2 separate regions of the Mus musculus genome follow, and region 1 is linked to region 2. Evidence: chromatin contacts called from public Hi-C data. All regions are on one chromosome and are shown on one strand. The core of a region is the stretch at or near the end of the contact, and the rest is flanking DNA. Distances in the headings are between cores, read along the strand shown. Region 1 overlaps Adk (adenosine kinase). Region 2 overlaps Adk (adenosine kinase).

Region 1 (4,759 bases), core at 1,624-4,123, 300 kb after region 2:
ATAATTTTTGAGTGGTAATTTAACATCACTAAGCCCCATTTTTTTTGCAACTATAGAAATAAAGATGAGTATCTACCTTGTTTGTGTTTTTCTGAAAGTCAAATGAAATGATGTTTACAAAGCCTAGTGCCTGAGCCCCAGAGAGGATTACCTGTTAACCTGTTAACCTGTTAACCTGTTATAAGAGGAATCTCCAGCCAGAGCCAGAGCTGGAGGTCTTCACTGAATGGAACCAGATGGAAACTGTAGACCTGGGCCAGCATCAGGCTGCTATGAGCACATCCTCATTAGATGAAGCTATTGGGTGGGCAGCTTGCATATCTGCTAACAGTCTCTTTCCCACCAGCCTCCTGGATGACTTTGCATCCATCCTGGATTCTAGAAGAGCACTGGGTTATCCACCGGGTTCTTAGGACTGCTGTCACAAGGTCTGCACGGACCATAAGTTCTTTGTCCTTGCTTGGTCTAACAGGTGATGAAGTTGATTGGCCTGCAGAGAACTTTTCACTGACCTCCAGTAGTGGTGCTGCGAAGGAAGGCTCTATAAATAGATCTATTTGCATACTTTATCATGCTTTCTCTTCTAGATGGCTTTCAAGTATTCCCTACAAGATGATCCGTGTTTTCCCTGACTGCTGCTTCCTAACTGATCCACATTCACTCTGTCCTATACTCCACTCCATTTTCTTATAGCCAAAATAATAAGTTTAGAGAGAAATTCAGTTGTTTCTCTCATGGTTCTATGGACAGTGGCTCCATATTGGTTTGACACAATGGTCTAATAGAACTCTGTGACCTTCTTCCCTGTCTCTTCCCCTAATCTTAGCTGCAAGCTCTGTGTATACCGCTCTTCTTTCTGGCCTTAAATACTTTGCACAATTGAACTATAAACGGGAACTCAGAGTAGGTCTGTGGTGGGCATGTGTGATACAGAAGCCACTGTTCCAAGCACAGCGCTCTAAGAAGCATCCTAGGATGCTCCAGGGGCCTCTGCTGAATCTCTCTGGTAACATTTTCTCTTTACTTCTGCCAAAATCGCCTAACTGGAGGTCCTATAATCAGAGCGCAGCAGTATGAGACCATATCACAGCACAAACCTTCAAATGCTCTCCTTGTTGCTTGGCTTGCCGTGCCTTCAATACCACTGATCTTATATTGTTCTCCAACATGGACTTTGCTCTAATGCTTCCCTATTTTCTTCTGTATATAATGTCCATCTCTCACAGCACCCACCAAGGCTCTGTTCATGACACCTCCTCCAGGAATCATTTCTTGATTTCTTCGGATACAGATTTTTTTTTCTCCTGAAGCAGAATAATCTAAGACACTCTATATTATCTATCTTTGAATTCTTTGGTATGTAGCCCAGTACCTAGATATCCAGATATACAACCTTTGCAAAACTAGAGCCTTTGAGTTACAGTCTCTCCTGCTATATGGCATCTTGGGTCTGGTGTCTACTGGTGCAGGAGATGAGAAGGTTAAGCAGGCGGGAGTATGCACCAAAGTTGACACTAAATGGCAGGCATCTTTGTGTTTGTTTGTTTGTTTGTTTGTTTTAAAGCAAGTTCCCCAGGCATAGTATTGTGTACCTTTAATTCTAACACCAGAACTCTGTGATCAGGGACACCCACAACCAGATACAAAGGAAAATCAGGGAAACTCAGTAGCCCAGACCAGCCTGGAGTTCACTATGTAACACTCAGCTACCACACCCAGCTTCTAAAGGGCAGGTGTCTTTTTTTAAAAGCAAAAGACTAAATTGACCTGGAAATGACAGAGAGCAATGTGTGTGTGCGCACATGTAGACAGGCTATTGCTTGCTAAAATATCGTATCGGGTTTGCTTTAATTGCATGGTGATGCCTTTAAGAACAAAGGTAATTACATGATAACTTGTGTTACTGCTCCCACATTATCTCTTAATAACTATGTAATTAACTTGTCACTACTGTACAATGTGAAGTTTGATATTACTTACATATAAAGAGCATCGATAACTTCAGTGAACAAGCTGGAGTGAGGCCAGGGACAGAGGCAGTGAGGAAATCACCACATCAGAGCAGTCAGGAAAGCAAAGGATTAATTAGATCGTTGGACCTGTCCAGAGGACTGAAACCAAAGCCACAGCCAACAGCTGCAGAGCTGGGGTTGAGTCATGTGACCTTCTGAAGCTACCGAGCCTGCAGCTGAGAGGATGCTGAGAAGGTTGAGGAGCCGCTGGGGTTGGGTACAGTGCAGAGGCCCTGCACTCTCTGCTGTTTGGAAGAGTTTCTCTTTAAGTAAACATGGGGGAGAGGGCTTGTTTGGTTGTGGTAGTTGAGACAGGATCTTACTATGTCTTCTAAGGTAGACTTGTCCCTGCCTCAGTCTTCTGGTGACTAGGATCACAAGCCAGCACCACTAGGCCTGAATCAACATTAAAAACAATAATAAAGGGAAAATCAGCCAGATGAGGAGGCAGGCACCTGTAAGCCCTTGGGAAGACCAGGGATCCAAAGCTATCTCAGCCAGAGACAGACAGACAGAGTCACACAGACAGACAGACAGAGACAGAAAGAGACAGAGAGAGGCAGAGACACACAGACAGATAGACAGACAGAGAGAGACAGAGAGAGGGAGAGTCAGAGTCACACAGACAGAGACAGACAGAGAGACAGAGATACAGAGAGAGACAGAGACAGAACATACCTAGGACCAACTAGGGCCATGTGAGATACTGTCTAAAACAGAGAGGAAGACATTTCTCATCTCGTTTCACCAGCATCTTGAGTTTGTGTGTGTGTCATACATGGCAAAGATGTGCAGCCCCAGAAACTCTGATTCACTGCTGGTGAAAATGAAAACTAGGATGGCCACTTGGGAATACAGTCTGGCAGTTCCTTACACACTACACATATGCTTACCATATGATCCAGCAATTGTGTTCCTTGGCTGCCCAAATGAGCTGAAAACTTATGTCTGCACAAAAACCTGTACACAAATGTGTATAGCAGTTTTACCCATAAATGACAAGACTAAGAAGCAACCAGCATGCTCTTCAGCCTGTAGGTAAATGAGTACGCAAGCCATGGTCTATGCTACTCAATATGACCAAGCCAGTAAGAGGTGGTAAATGGGGCTGCAGTGATAAGTCACTGGTTAAGAGCACTGGACACTCTTGCATAGGACCCAAGTTTGATGGCACTTCACAACCCTCCATGATTCCTGGACCAGGGGATCTGATTCCCTCTTCCGGCCTCCAAGGGCACCAGGCACATGGCAAATAACTATACACACGGGCAATAACACGGTACACATAAAAATAAATTTTCCAAAAGAAGAAATAAGTGAATGGGGCTGACAAAGTGGCTCACTGTGTAAAGGTGCCTGCCGTGGGGCCTCTGAGTTCAATACCCAGATCCATATGGTCCAAGGGGAGAACTGACTCCAGCAAATTGTCCTCTAACCTCCACATACTCGCCATGGCACAACACACTTAATGTAAAAAAATATATTTGTAAAGTAGTCAGTTTTATGTTACATATATTTTTCAAGGTGCAGGCATCTTAGAAGCTTGGTATGGTGCACATGCCTTCAATCCCAGCGCTAGGGAGGCAGAAGTAAGTGGATCACACTGAGTTGGAGGCCAGCCTGCTCTACATAGGTTGTTCCAAACCAGCCAGAGCTACACAGTAAGGCCCAATCTGAGGGCTGGGAGGGGGGCGCTTAGGCTGTTAATTCATTCACATTATAAAGGAATTCCCTCTCATTTTTAAATATAAATATGAACATTAGGTAAATTTATACATTCTTTATGATTAATAAAGACTACTTCGTGAAGGCCCCACCTCTAATTGATTATGCACTATCTGTAGTTCATCTTTGCTAGGTTTTAAGAATAGATTATTGAAAAGCTGAGACTCTGCAGGGTCCAAAGGTCTTCGCTTTTGTTGGCATCCAGGTTTTCCTTGTCAGAGTAAATGGGACTTCAGTGCACAGCCACGCATCCGTCAGCTGGCTCTCCTCTCAGAAGGAGGGTGCCAGCACTTAGCCTCACAGAATGTTCCACAACATGAGCTTTTCTCACAAAGATCATGGCAGGAAGAATGAGGAAAACAGATGTTGCTCATAAGGGTTCTAATAGATGTGTTTCCATTGTAAGCTGATCGCACTCTGAACCTGGCGTCTGCCCCATTCGCTGTGTGGGCTGAACATTTCAGTCTCAGAGTTTGGCAGAAAGTTTATACTGACCTTTGCCTGTTACCTGTAAACCGTGAAAAAAAATACTCTTGAGAGAATGAGTTCACATTCTTCCAAAGGCATCATTCTATTAGCCAAATTAATTCTCTTCTGTAATTGGGCAAACATTTTATCACCTACGGAGCATTTCCCAGGCCTGGCCAGGGAAAAGAGGAAGGGCATCAATCTGGTGTGCTCTCTGCAGGCCGTGGTAGCCCAGCTTCACATTAACCTCCAGCTCCACCCTGCACCCTAGGCTGCCTGGGCCTCAGGGAAGGCCGGAAGTCCACTAGCACAACAGTTTCTCATTATCCTGTCCTGAATATTTGAGCTCAGAGACAGCTCAGGTTCCCCAGAGGCAGTAGCACAGGTTTTTCTGGTTTTGATCTATCTTATTAGTGACTACACCTTTTTCCTTCCTTCCTTCCTTCCTTCCTTCCTTCCTTCCTTCCTTCCTTCCTTCCTTCCTTCCCTCCCTCCCCCCTTCCCTCCCCTTTCCTCCCCTCCTCTCCCCTCCCCTCCCCACCCCTTCCCATCCC
Region 2 (4,687 bases), core at 929-3,428:
CACATAATTTTTTCCTAGTAGAGTTTATCAGAATGACAATTATTTGGTATGAGAAAGCACTCTTCGTTTTCCTATTAGCTTGAACTTTCCATTGATATGAAGCAAGTAAGTCCTTGTTGTCTGAATGAAAACCGACTGCATCCTAAACTCTGATAGGAAACCGTTTGCAGGGGTTTAACATGCTGAGAAACCTTAATTATTCTGAATGTACTTATGTTATGATGTGCAGATGATTTGTTTACTGTCTTTAATGTGACTAAGTCAAAATATAAGTAGTTATTTGCATAAAGGGGAGATGTTGCTAATAATTTTTGCTTTGCTGAATGTTACATATAAAGTTAATTTTCCTCGTAGGAGATACGAGGCTGTTTCCACTCATTTCTGTTGCATTATAAATGTCTCATTTTATGGTCTCTCTAGTGCTGACATTTTACTGCTCCTTTTGAAATAGTTAAAAGTCGTATGTATTTCGTTTCTGTTGGTTTGATGTAAGTCTCCTTACGTCACTTTGCTGTTTGATTATCTTGCCAGTTGTCACGCAAGCACTTGCTTATTCACATACAGTGCGGTTCTCAGTTTACAAAAAAACCTTTGGTCAGTTGGCTTGGTGTTTGGAGTATGTGTGCTTCAGCCCAGTAGTTGTCTACAGTAGTAGTGGGCTACAGTAGTAGTGGGCTACAGTGAACCTCTTGCAGGGTTTTTACCATGCTTACTCCCTCTGCAGAGAGTGCTGGGGTGTCTCCTCTAAACAAGCACTTGGTACACTGGGAAAAAAAAAATAGAAGAAAAGGTAGCTGTGGATGTGGCTCTGCTGCAGAAGGCTCCCCTCGTATGTGTGAGATACTGCAAAAGACTATTCCCCCCCATCTCACAAGAAATTCAAAGTAGGAAAATGCTCATGAAATAAGGTCAGAAGGAAATTAAACATTTTGTATACAGCAGTACAATATATTTTGTGTCTTAAGTTAGTACAAAGAAGAAAATTAAATATAAAAGTTGATAGTAATCTGAATGTTATTAAAAGAATAAATTGGGCTGGAAAGGTGGCTCATCAGGTGGTAAGGCCCTTGCCACAAAGCCTCGTGACCTGTTCAGTTACAGGGACTCACATGACAGAAGCAGAGAACCATATTCCACAAGCTGACTTCTGATCTCCATCCTTATGTTGCAATATCTGCATGCCCACACATGAGCAAACACACACACACACACACACACACACACACACACACACACCTAAAGATGAAAATAAAGGCTTTTGTAACATAGTGGGCTGTGTTAAGCAGTTCTAAAACACAGTGTGTCTGACTCAGCACTCAAAACTCACCCACTGTCTCTCTCACAGTAACTTCCAATGTTGCATGCTCCATTGGTGAGGACAGCACCATATTTTGTCTTTCGTATTGTATTTTTATGGTATCTTTTCTATAAATACCTCCAGTTGCATTGTAGCTGCCTGCAGTATTCAATAGTATAATATGTTACGCATGATTATAGTCTGGGAGCAGATAGCCAATTCATGCACCTAGATTTGTAGCAGGCTGTTCCTTCTGATTAGATAACTCTAGTGTTGCACAGTGACAAAAATCTCCTTATATGTTTTTCTGAATACATCCCATCATTAAGCCGCACATGAGTCCTCTGAACCTCTAATTTTTGGTCAACATCAAAGCCAAAGCGTCGTTAACAGGGGAACAATCTTCAGTACCACAGCAATTAACACCCTGGCAAAGGCTCTCAAACGAGTTCAGATACATCACTGCATTGGCTCTTGGAGACTTGAGCAAAACTGTTGCCCATTTTAACTGTAGAGATGGCAGCTGCATGGCATTCAATGGAGCAAGCCATCAAAGGGTTAGAAATGAGGACCCTGCATCACAGAGAAGTTGTGTGAAGGCTTTCTTGTTCTGCAGGTTGGATTTGATGACATAGGATCTGTATCAATCTGGTCTCCATAGTGTAGCTCGAAGTGTAAATGCTAGGGGGCAGCACTTGACTACTCTGGCAAGGGAGAGTATGTTAGTTTCCTGTTGCAGCTGTAACAAACCCCCAGGACTTAACGCTCTATCTTATGAACCCTTTATAAAAAGCTCTGTCTTCTCATGAACCCACAGTTCCTTAGTTCAGAAGTGTAATACAGTCCCTCACTGAGCCGGTTTCTGCTCTAGGTTGTTTTTTTCCCTCCCAACCCCACACCTTGGCAAAGGAAACTCAGTTGCCCAAGCTTGCCCCAAACTTCCCATCCTCCCAGCTGTGCTCCACGGTTCATTGGCTGCAGTAGTGATGTTAGAACTGTGGTCCTCTCTTGGCACTCCAGGGACGGCTGCTTCGAGGCTTGTTCACGATGATGGCTGAATTTGTTTACTTTGAATTAATCTTCTCTTTCTTATTTTTGTTTTAACATTCTCTTTTTAGATAACTTAATCTGACCTTCAGCCCACTCTATTACATATATGCTTTTCCTTCTCTCAGACTCTCTCTTAAGGCATCAGCTTCCTCCTCCTTGTCTTCTTTGTGTGTGTGTATGTGTGTGTGTGTGTGTGAGAGAGAGAGAGAGAGAGTCTGTGTGTGTGTGTGTGTGTGAGAGAGAGAGAGAGAGAGAGAGAGAGAGAGTCTGTGTGTGTGTCTGTTTGTCTGTCTGCCTGTCTGTCTGCCTGTCTGTCTGTCTGTGTCTATGTGTTGGTTTGGAGATAGGATACCTGCTATGTAACCCTGGCTGACTTAAACTTGATCTCAAACTGGCAATCCTCCCACCTTGGCCTTTTGAGCAGTGGGAGTACAGCAAGAATATTCCCACATGCCTGACTTGTTTTCTTTGTATCTTTTTTCAGCAACTCAACAATATGAAGTGTAAGTACTAATTAATCTCTCTTAGATTTCCAGTACTTACAGTTGTCATTCTCCTCCTTTCGTTTAATGGTGCTGCTAATATTCTAGTGTGATATTAAGTAGTAGCATGCACCTCTGTTGGCTCCCATAGAGTGGGAGTTGTGGGTGGTGGGAACTGTACTCTGGCCCTCTGGAAGAGCAGCAAGCACTCCTAGCCCGGAGCCATCTCCCTACTCTTAACTCTTGGTGCTTTAGAAACATATTTTCAAAATTTGGGCATCTTGGATTATTTTTTATAAATGTAATCCCAAAGTAATCTATGTTATATTTTTTTAACTTTTGAGAATTTTTTAAATACTTCTTTGTATTATTAATATTCAAAGTATGTAGCCTGGTAAAATGTCTCAGCAAGTAAAGTTTCATGCTTGCAAGCCTGAGACCTGAGTTGATTCTTCAGGTCTCACACAGTGGAAGGAGAGAATTCAACCTTTACATGTAAGCCATGGTACATTCGTGCATACAAGCATGCATGCATGCAGTAATTGAATAGTAGTATTTTAAAAGATTCAGAGAGTGAGAAAGACTTAACATTTAAAAAACAAATACTTTATTTTCTCCCTTAAATTTAAAATAGACTTGGTTCTTGTTTCATGGGTGCAGTACTTACCTGCATTTCTCTGAGAATGCTAAGTGGTTTTTTTTTTTCTTTCTCTTTTGTTCCATGGTGTCTTATTTTTCTCCAATTTTCCATTACTTTTTAGATTTGATTTTCTCTTTCTCAGCAGTTGCATTCAAATGTATGGTGATCTTAGCCTTTTTGTTTAATAGAGGGACATTAAATGACATTAATTGCATGGGGTAGGCCTTGTCAACTCAGTCACTGTTAAAAAGTTTTGTAGTGATGTTTCTTTATGTTGATGTTTGGTTGTTTCTTTGATCACCTTGGATCTAGGATGGTATTGTTCCTTGCCGTCTAAGATCCAAGAAGGAGAATAAAATGGAAAGTTCTAGTTTAGCTTGCCAAGTCTGTGTTAGCCTTTCTGCTACTGAAACATTTTTCTGTTGTCAGTTTATCTTTTGTAGATAGAGGCACTGTAGTCTGTACTGTAGGATGGACAGCCACCGTATTGCATACAAATGTTAGAAGGGAGCCTCAGAGTTTAGCTGCTTTTTAAACGTTGATGGTCTGCTTTCACTCTCTTTGTTTGGTTTGGTTTTGGCTCGGTCTTTCTATGCAGCCTTGGTCGTTCTGGACCTCATCCATACTGTACCTGGCTTTGCCTCCTGAGTGCTGGGACTCAAGGCGTGCTCCACCATGTCTGGCATTTAACCACTCTGTTGTTAAAGATCCCAGTGCCACCCACCTATGTGCCTCCTTTGGGTGGGATAACAATGTAAGTTTGTTTGCATTCTGGATTTCTTCTGGGCTTCTCTCGTCAGACTTAGAGCTCAGGATTCTTGATTCTCATGAATTAATCACTGCTGTTCTGTTTTCCCCTGTCCGGTGTCGCTATTACTTTCTTTGCTGTTAAGTTTAACCTTGAGAGTAGTTCTACTGATGATTTAGGCGCAATCAAAAACTATACGAGTCGAATTCTTTGGTATAACTGCCCATATCCAAACAGTTTTAATTTTTTCCTTGAACATTTGCAAATTGGGCTTTTATAGAGTCAGGTAATCTAATTGACATACCAAGGGTTGTAAAAAGTATGTGTGGATGTCATTTGTAGCAGGTAAAGAAAATCATAGCTGGTGAATGGCTGTGTAGTGCGTGAGGGTGGCGTTGACTGGCTGCCCGAGCTTGTGTGCATCAGATAGCCTTGTCCTTTAGGAACTGCTGTAATGGCTCTTTTTCTTC

Evidence for each region. A called contact is a pair of places that touch in the nucleus more often than the background predicts.
Region 1: a Hi-C map of the P5424 cell line shows a contact between it and region 2, with 2.6 times the contacts expected there. The contact joins two enhancer-like sites. A contact is called at or near these places in 12 of 39 promoter capture datasets (the 3T3-L1 cell line, the C10 cell line, the HPC-7 cell line and 8 more), 1 of 15 datasets of contacts at CTCF or cohesin (large pre-B cells), 21 of 484 Hi-C or Micro-C datasets (the G1E-ER4 cell line, the HPC-7 cell line, the N1E-115 cell line and 12 more), 2 of 115 datasets of contacts at active chromatin or transcription factors (bone marrow-derived dendritic cells and pancreatic cancer cells) and 1 of 9 other capture datasets (embryonic stem cells).

What each region holds. Positions count from the first base shown.
Region 1 is chr14:21,437,863-21,442,621 of GRCm38.p6, forward strand. All of the region lies in intron 10 of Adk (adenosine kinase), which reads left to right. Among named protein-coding and RNA genes, the nearest start is that of Gm52152, 22 kb to the left of the region's middle. Within about 2 kb of position 2,874, at least 46 of the 459 cell types and tissues checked have an H3K27ac peak or open chromatin away from gene starts, as enhancers often do. A contact at or near this core is called in the N1E-115 cell line and the P5424 cell line, where this site is marked.
Region 2 is chr14:21,141,668-21,146,354 of GRCm38.p6, forward strand. The region is part of intron 3 of Adk (adenosine kinase); the gene reads left to right. Among named protein-coding and RNA genes, the nearest start is that of Adk, 91 kb to the left of the region's middle. Within about 2 kb of position 2,179, at least 26 of the 459 cell types and tissues checked have an H3K27ac peak or open chromatin away from gene starts, as enhancers often do. A contact at or near this core is called in the N1E-115 cell line and the P5424 cell line, where this site is marked.